2 separate regions of the Oryctolagus cuniculus genome follow, and region 2 is linked to region 1. A link is a contact called in public Micro-C data. All regions are on one chromosome and are shown on one strand. Each heading gives the region's core, a stretch centred on a gene start, on an enhancer-like site or on the middle of the called end of the contact. The rest is flanking DNA. Distances are from core to core; before and after follow the strand shown. Region 1 holds the start of CC2D1B (coiled-coil and C2 domain containing 1B). Region 2 holds the start of ZFYVE9 (zinc finger FYVE-type containing 9).

The links. A called contact is a pair of places that touch in the nucleus more often than the background predicts.
Region 2: a Micro-C map of ear pinna shows a contact between it and region 1, with 4 times the contacts expected there. The contact joins the promoter of ZFYVE9 here to the promoter of CC2D1B in region 1. A contact is called at or near these places in 2 of 6 Hi-C or Micro-C datasets (ear pinna and an unstated tissue).

Annotation. Positions count from the first base shown.
Region 1 is chr7:120,567,721-120,572,304 of mOryCun1.1, forward strand. CC2D1B (coiled-coil and C2 domain containing 1B) reads left to right here and starts at 2,084. Exons shown (of 24, transcript XM_070078512.1): 1 at 2,084-2,220; 2 at 3,581-3,667.
Region 2 is chr7:120,798,133-120,802,411 of mOryCun1.1, forward strand. ZFYVE9 (zinc finger FYVE-type containing 9) reads right to left here and starts at 1,425. Exons shown (of 17, transcript XM_070078506.1): 1 at 1,285-1,425. LOC103350185 (translation initiation factor IF-2) reads left to right here. Exons shown (of 5, transcript XR_011390051.1): 2 at 963-1,884.

The sequences.
Region 1 (4,584 bases), core at 834-3,333:
CGAGTCAGGACTTGAACCCATATACTTGGATATGGAGTTGCAGGCATCACAAATGGTGTCTTAACCACTGTACCAAACACGCATTCATCACAAATGTTTAAATACAAATGATTTATGTGGTACAGAAAACAAAAGATAAGTAGGAATAAATCTAACAGAGATTAGTTACATGTCTATATGTGATTCAGCATCTGGCAGAGTTTCTTACATGCGTTTGCAAGTTAATTCTTTCCTCACTCACAACCACTGTATCTTGTGGGTTTGCAAGTTAACTCTAACATCTATATAAAAACCAACAGAATACACTCATCTAAACCCTCATGTGAGGGACTGAGGAAAATATAACCTCAAAAATATTTGGCCTAAATCTATTGATGTAAAAATTATCAGACAAATCCATGTTATAGGTGAAATGCTCTGATAAGTAACTGCTCACTCATTGAAGATAGAAATTTCATTACAGCAAACCCCAAACGTGGAGGAGCTATTCTAATTCAAGAGACACTAGGGCTAAATGCGCTGCTTCTTGATTGAGGCTTGGATTTAAAAAAATACAATTATAAACATAATCATGAACTATGTAACGTGTTAGAGTTTGTGAATGTGATTAAGTGTGGTTATGTAAGAAAATGTTTTTACTGAAACATGAATCAAAGTCACTTTCTATCTTGGAAATCAATTTTTATGATGAAATGAAACAGTTGGAACCCAAATGCCCCACCGATGGGAGAGGAAACAAATGTGTGGACTATTTTGATATTTAGTCTGGAAAATGCAAGAAAGCGTATGAGCCAGAAATTCCATTCATAGGTATGTACGAAATTTATATATGCATACCAAGAGTCAGGTACAATGCGTCACTGTAGTGGCATGTCACTGTTACTTCGTATTATGGACCACCACGCAGAAATGAAATCCTGTCAGGTATACATGCCAGTGTGGATGAAGGTTACAAACAGGGTTGAATAGAAAAAAGTTATATGGTACATACAATACTAATGACCTTTAAAATGTACCATGACTACTGGCTCAGGATAAATATAAACAGGACGGTGGGCACCTCTTTAGGGGTGTGGCAGGGTGGGATGTGTCCAGGTGGCCTCAGCTGTAATGTGCTTTTTCCTAAACCTGCAACAGGTGCCCAGGTGGCTGGAATTCACAGAATGTCACAGGACTATTGAGTGCCCGCTGCGTGCTGCAGGCACCGTGGAGCGGAAACGGAAATGTCTGCCTCGCGCAGCCGGCCCTAGTGCGTGAACTAGTGCGTATCTCCGTGTAAACACTTCAGGGTGGCCATGCGTGATTTCTAAAAGTGAGGTGTGAGGAAGTGAAACCTCGATTTCAAAAGAAAGGTGCAGTGGGTCCCTTCTCCTGGGAAGAAACAGAAACAAGGAGCCCGGGCGGTCGCAGAAGCCACTCGCGGCGAGACTACGCGTGGCAGTGGGGAGGCAGCGGTGTCCACGGAAGCCATGAGGGCATTTCTGCTGCCGCCAAAGGGCAGGTGCTTTTCTCATCCGCCATTCCAGGGACGCCGTCTGTCTCGCGGGTTGAGAAGTGGGGCAGAGCCGTCAGGAAAAGCGGCGCGAGCTCGAAACCCGTCTCTCCTGGCCAGACTGATGCACCGCGGGGTAGGGGCGTGAGCGCCCCGCTAAACCCGCCGTAGCGGCCTCGAAAAGTGCCGTTAGCGCCGTTTTACCTCAGCTGTCAACCCGACTTCCGAGCGGAAACAGGCAAATTCGAGTGAGGATGAAGAAAAACAGGGTGCGCCGCAAGGTCCCGCCCCCGGCCCAGGGAGCCGAGAGACCGGATAGGTCCGGCGAGCCTGCGGCCAGCGCCGCCTCCCGAAGGGCCAGGGAAGCGGCTGCGCGACGCAGGGGCAGGCCGAGGACAGGGCCGCACCTCCCGCATTTGCGCGAGCCACTGGAGGGCCCCGGCCGGGCCGCCGGGAGCGCCAGCCTGGCGGTCTCGCGCTACCTGCCCGGGGGCGCCTGCGCACTGCGCACCCCGCCCTCGGAGTCACCTGGCGGAGCGCCCCGCCCGCCTGCCCCTCCCCACACATGCGCACTGCGAAACCGCCGGCCGCGCGGTCACGTGTTGGGCGCGAGCAGCCGGTCGAGCCGGGCGATTCCAGTCGCCGCGGCCCCCGCCGCCCCGGGCCGTGGGAGCCCCGGGCGGTGCCTGTCGGGAGGAGTCCGGGGTTTGGTTTGCATCCACCGCGAGGTATGCCGCGTATCTGCCTCCCGGCGTTTGGAGGTCTCGGGGTCGGCGGGGAGATGGAGGCGGCTTAGGCAGGGCAGGGCAGGGCCGGGCGGTGCTGGGACCTCGCCTCCCTTGCGGACTCCTTTGCCCACCTCTCTCTGGAGCCCGGGCCTGGGGCAGCCAGCGGAGCCGCAGACTCCGCCAGTGTCTGGCTGACCCCGGCTTTCCGCGAGTCCCGTCACTCGTATTCCCCGCCTCAGTTGACACCCGGGGCCATCCCGAGCGTCCCCTCCCGGGTACCCTCAGAGCCCTGTTGGCTTTGCTTCCCAACTCTGGAATCCAGCCGCAGCTCTGTCCCCACGCGCCACCCCGCGCTCCGTCAGCTCGTCTCCTTCGCGGGACGGTTGCAAGATGCTCCGTGTTGAGACGGCTTCCTGCCTTCGCTCACCCTCCTGCTTCCTGCAGCCAGACCGGTCCTGAGCGGGCGGCCTGATCCCGGGCCTCAGGATCACGCCCGACTCCCTTGGGTGTGAAGAGTTTTCATTTTTCCCGTTTCCATTTTCGCTTGCGCCATTTCTGGTCTTAGTTTATGCCCCAGCAATTCCAGGCCTGTGGTTTCCTTCTGCAGGCCCCCGAACCCATATCAAATTTTTGGAATCGTGCTCTGCTGCTTCTCCCACCCCTCCAACTTTGTCATGACTCAGCACTGCCAGGGCCTCCCTCAAGAAGCCTTTTCTCTCTGTGTTGGATAAGGGCCCCCTCGGGGTACGCATCCCCCCTGGTGCAGCCCCGTGTGCTAGGGCATGGGTCCTGGGGGATTCACGTGTGGGATGCGCCCAGCGCACAGTAGGTGCTGTGCGTGGTGGCGATCGCTCTGAATGCGAATGCTGAGTCAGCTTTCTCTGTATCAGCGCTGTCCACTGAAACCCTGCGCAGCGATGAACTCTGTGCCGTCCAGGGGTAGCCACTCGCCAGCAGTGGTGATTGAGCCCTGGATGCCTCTGTGTGGCCGAGGAACTGAATCTGTGCGCTGAATTGAAACTTAAATAACCACGTGTGTCTTCCATGACGGACAGGGCTGCTTTCAAGCCTTTCTGAATTCTGCCCAGCCTTGTACCCACCGTGAACCGCCCGGATTCAGCCTTCCAGCTTCACCCACCAGTCCTGCATCTGTTGTGCGGTGTCCGCGGCCCCCCGCCGCTCCCTTCCCTCCTGGCTGCCGTGTCCCGGCTTCCGCGCTATAATTCCCTTAGCATTTTATCCTTCAGTGCCAGGCTTTGCTTTCTCGAGAAGCTTAGGAACTACTCACCAAAGGCAGCCCCGTTAAGGGGGGTGTGGCTAGGGTCTGCTCCCCTCTGAGTCTAAATTTGATCCCCACCAGGTAGGTGTCTAAGCAGCCGGGATGCCAGGGCCAAGACCCCGGAAAGGCCCTCAGGCCAGCGGTCAGGGTGTGGCGGCCGCCAAGCAGGTATGGACATAGCCTCCTTCGCCTCTGGGCCAAGTTGGGGTGGGAGTGGGGGTCTCTGGGCAACCTGGGTCACCAGTGTGGCTTCCCTGTCAGTCCAGAGACTTTGAAGGGTGCCTTTTGGTGGTGGCGGTGCCTGTGGAGGCCCTCTGCCTGGCCCCTGCCGTGCACGGTGGGTGGACAGCCCTCAGCTCTCCTCTTGGCTTTCACCTTCGTCCTTTTGCGGTGACAGCTCTGTATGAAGGACCTGGAGGCGTCAGGAGCCACGGAGTCTTGCATGCTCTGCTGGGACCTCAGTTCTCTCACTCAGGTTGCAACTTTGCTGTTCAGCCAAGGCTGCCAGGGCCTGAGAGCTGCTGCCGGTGGGAGGACTTCGCTGCCTGGAGACAGAGGGATCCTGTCCTCCAGTTTTCTCCCTTTATTTCTTCTGGGCACATGGCCTGAGACTTCTTGGTCCTTTTTTTTTTTTTTTTTTTTTTTTTTTTTAATTGTAAAGGGGCAGGCACTGTGGAATAGCTGGTTAAAGCCCTGGTCTGCAATACTGGCATCCCATATGGGCGCAGGTTTGAGTCCCAGCTGCTCCACTTCTGATCCAGCTTCCTGCTAATGTGCCTGGGAAAGTAGTGGAGGATGGCCCAAGTCTTTGGGCCCCTGCACCCATGTGGGAAACCTGGAAGAAGCTCCTGGCTCCTGGCTTCAGAACAGTTCAGCTCTGGCTGTTGCAGTCATTTGGGGAGTGAGCCAGTGGATGGAAGACCTCTCTCTCTCCCTCTCTCTGGTTCTACCTCTCTCTATAACTATCTTTCAAATAAAATAAATCTAAAAAAAAAAAAAAAAAAAACAAAAACGAGGCAGGTAAAGGAGGTGGTGGGGTTAAGGGGCTCGACTCAAGTCAGAGGTTTCACTCTGAATTCTGCCTC
Region 2 (4,279 bases), core at 175-2,674, 230 kb after region 1:
GCACTCGCGCTCTCTCTCTGGCTCTTGTGCTCTGCCTGTGTGTCTGCCTCTCAAATAAATTATCATCAGTATAACCCCATTTTAAAATCTGACCATCAAAAAGTATTATCTGTAAGATTACGGATTAAGGGTGATTTCTCCTCAGTTATTAAACATTCATTGACAGCCCAACACAGCATCTTTCTAAACTTTCTGAATTCTGTACAATAAGCAAATTTATGTTTTCCATCATTATAAAAGTTCTACAAGTACCTTTAAATCTCACAATCTTAATAAACTTAGCAGGAAAACAAAAATAACTAGTAATTACATCTATCATAAATCTAAAACATCCAAATATCTAACTTATGGTATCAAACTTTAATCACATATTTTTACATTAATACCAATACAAATCATTTTCGTTCTAAAATGTAGAATAGATACCAATTCCGTCAGGTACTTGTTATTAGAATAACTACTACGACTTAAAATCCTCTTGCCACTCATTCTCTGGATCTATTTAGGTGGGACACTTTTGTACCGTGGACAGAAGCGCTAAAATATTTCTCTCTTGGCAGGAGGATACCTTTTGTGAAAGATATTTTTCTAACTGTGAGTGTTTATCTAGGAAACTTAGCATTGTAGAGCTGGGACAGGGCTTTCTCCAAGGAAGACTACCCTTAGAGACAAGATGTAATATAAGAAAGCAAGGATGAGCTACCAGCAGGTGATGAAATTTCACCTCAAATAAGACGCAAAAGGTTATTCTCAAGCAAGTCATGTCCGTGAATGACACTCCAGGTACACCAGGGGCTCTCAGGACCCCGCACTTTCTGCACCCGGGTTCTCACCCTGCCCTCCCTCCCTTCCCCCCCGGGACTCTGCAGAACAGAGTGCAGGGCGCGGGGAAGCCGAGGCTGTTTGCAAACAGGCGTCCTCCGCCTCCCTCCGGGATGTACAAGCAGGGCCAGGGCTAAGAGGCTGCGCTCCGCCCGGCCCGGGCCAAGCCCAAGGACGCCCGTGCCCCCCCCCCCCCCCCCGCAAGCCTCTCTCCACACACCGGGCCGCACCGAAACCGAGGCCGGGGCGACGGCTTCTCGGCAGCGCGGGGCCTAGTCGCACCCCACGGGCCTCCATCCTCCCGGGAGACGCGAGAAATAAGGGCTGAGGCCCCAGAGTTGCGGGGTGGGGGAGGCGGCCGCAGCGACAGGACGCCCCGTCCGCCCGGCCCCAGGGCTGCCGCCAGGGCCCCCACAGGCGGCGGCAAGCAGGCGAGTCGGGACCGCGCCGCACCACACTCACCACGAACAGCGGCCACCACCGCTTCAGCATGGCCAGGAGGGTCGTCCCGGAGCCGAAAGCCTCCTCCGGAGGGCACCGGCGCGGCCCCAGGAGCCACCGCGAAGCCTCCCACTCCTGACGGGGCTGTGGTCGCCGCAGTTGCTGCTGCTGCTGCTGAGGCCCAGTGCCCGCCCAGGCGCATCGGCTCCCGGGCCGCCGCACCCACGCAGACCCCGGCGGAGCGCCGCAGGGCCAGGCCAGGGGCGCAAGGCTGCGGCGGGACGACCGAGGTGCTGCAGGCGGGGATCCTCGGCGAAGCCTCCGGCGTCGCGGTGGACGCTCCAGCCTTCCGCGCCGCTGGGCCACAGCGCCCCCTGGACCCCACGTCTGGCTACGGCGCCGGGACTGCGGCGGCCACGCCGGGCACGAGCGGCAGGGAACGCGAGGGAGCGCGGCCTGGGGGTGGCGGGGGCCCCGCGCTCCCTGCGCCGCCTGCGGCTCGCGGCCCGCCTCTCACCCCTGACGACGCTTCCTGGGAGCCGGAAGCCCCTCGGTTCCCACAAACCCCTGGCGGTCCCACCCCCCGTCAGACCCCGAGCACCCTTTCCTTCTCTGCGGAAGGTACGTGCACGTTCTTGTCACTCGGACTGGCACCTGAGAGCGGGAGCGTGAGGAAGTCTCCTCGTCTCATCTCTCCTGGGGGGGAGGGGGGCACGGAATCTCTTCTGGTCCCTTCAGTGTGTCTGCGTGAAAGACGAGTGACCCAGAACAGACCTTTTTTTTTTTTTTTTTTCCCCCGAACACACACACAAATCCTCTCACAGAACAGATGAGGCAATTGTCTTTGACCTTAACTTTTTTGGATCTACCGTGCAGTGCGTTACAGAAATTTCCTACAGATACCAAAACCTCAACCCCTCCATCCCCTCCACCCCCCCTTCTATAAAGTAGGGAAAAAAAATGCTGAGCAAGAGAAGAAAATAGCCATCGGGTTGTCCTGAAATTCATAAACAACTTAAAGGTAAGAAAAGACCCATCCATCTTTCACTAACCACCCTCCGTTAACCCCACCCCACCCCAGCCCCACCCCCAGCCAAATCCTGGGTAAGGCTCTGAAGGAAGGAAATTGTTTTCTGTGTAGTGGAGTCTGCAGATAGCCCATGTCTCACGCAACCTCTAGGGTGCCAGCGTCAGAACGAAAAACAAAGAGAAATTCTCCAAATTCTCTGGTCCCCAAAGTTTCCAAATACAGAATTTTTTTCAGAGTACTATTCTAGAATGAGCAGAAACCTTGTTGTCAGATCCTGATACTAGCCATTCCAGTTCTGTCATCTATGGCTTTATGACCTGAGCAAGTTATGTAACATTTTTGAATGTCAGTTTTCTGTTGTCTGCCTTGGTGTTGTTGGGAAGGTTAGAGATAAAGGAACTGACCTGTAGAAAATACTCAATAAATATTAGTGCAAATTTTTGTTGGTTCCAGAATGCCCTAATTCTCAATATTTTTTAGGTTCATATCCATGTGTTTTTGCATATATGTGTATTTCTATCAAAAGATGGGTGCAACAGTCTTCATCAGCCCTGGTGGGTGAAATTGCCCTAAATTTCACTAAAGGATTTATGTAACATCCCTCCACTGAATAATACTGCCTGTTATACTGGGTTCTATGACTTTTGGTTAAACAGCAGATGTCAACATAGATCCAGTCTATTTTTCTGTACAAAAACATCATAGGATGATTTCACCTTATCTTAGATTGTGCCCTAATAATAATAAATCATAATGAGAAAGTTACTAAAGTCTTTAGGAGACATTCAAATAATAATTGAGCAGCCACTTTGGAGAAAATATAACCTAGCAGCTTTCTTCTCATCAATGAAAGCTGTTCCTGTACATTCCTAAGTGTGCCTTTGCCACATACTTCTGAGTCACAGTACAAAAAAAAAAATCACTATCCCCTTTTTATAACAAGAGAAACTGGGGCTCAGCGGGAAACTATGATTCATCCTCACAACAACTCTGTGAATTAGGTACTATGCTACCACCATTTTACATGTGAAGTCCACCCAACCTAAGGAAAAGCTGGAAGTAAATTCCTTCTGCCACCTGATACCCTAACAGTCCTTTCAGCTATATTAAGAAAATGCTGTAAAGGTAAGTTAGTGTTACTAAAAATTTTCAATCTAGAGAAACAGGCCCTTTAATTTAGATCAGTTTGGCAACCTAACATTAGGACTGTGCTTTCCAAGCCTAGATCACTACCACCGCAGGAAATCTGCATTTGTTTATGAATAATCATGCTACCCAGGGTGTAGCTACTACATGAAGATGATTCATTTGTTCCCGGGACCAATTTCCTCTTGCTTCACACTTTCTTCCCTTCTATTCAAATTCTGTTGCTGAAAGAGGCTGCCTTTATCATCAGCACCACCTCCCTGCTGTAAGTAGTCCACCTTAAATCCTTTCATCTTCTGCAGTTTCATTCCATCTTTTTGGTTTTTCCTACCCAGTTTACTCTCTGCTCCTGAAATGCCTCTCATCTATTTTCCTCTCTTCTGTAAATCTTTTTCACCTTAATCTATCTTAGCCTGCTGTCAGCTGATGTGATTACCCCATTTTCAATTTTGCATTGACTTTCACCACTAACCAGTGACTCCCAAGTATCTCATTATTCCCAACCTGTTAGACCTCCTCACTTTCATTTTTATAACAGATACATCCTGTGGAAATCCAATATTCTAAGAACGATTTCTTCAAATGAAGTCAAGGTCTAGCACCCCTAGCAAATTTTTCTTTGCTCTTTAAAATTTGTTCTTTAAATTTCCACCCCAAAAGATAACTGTTTCCCAGGCTAGGTGAATGATGCCATCATCCCTCCAAGGTGGACAATTAGTCATGAAGCCTGATAACTTCTACTGTCTTTTTTTTTTTTTTTCTACTGTCTTACTGTTTAAATTTCCCTCCTCCTCTCTCAGCTCCACTGCCGCACCCTTTGGTCTTAGGGTATGTGCTCAA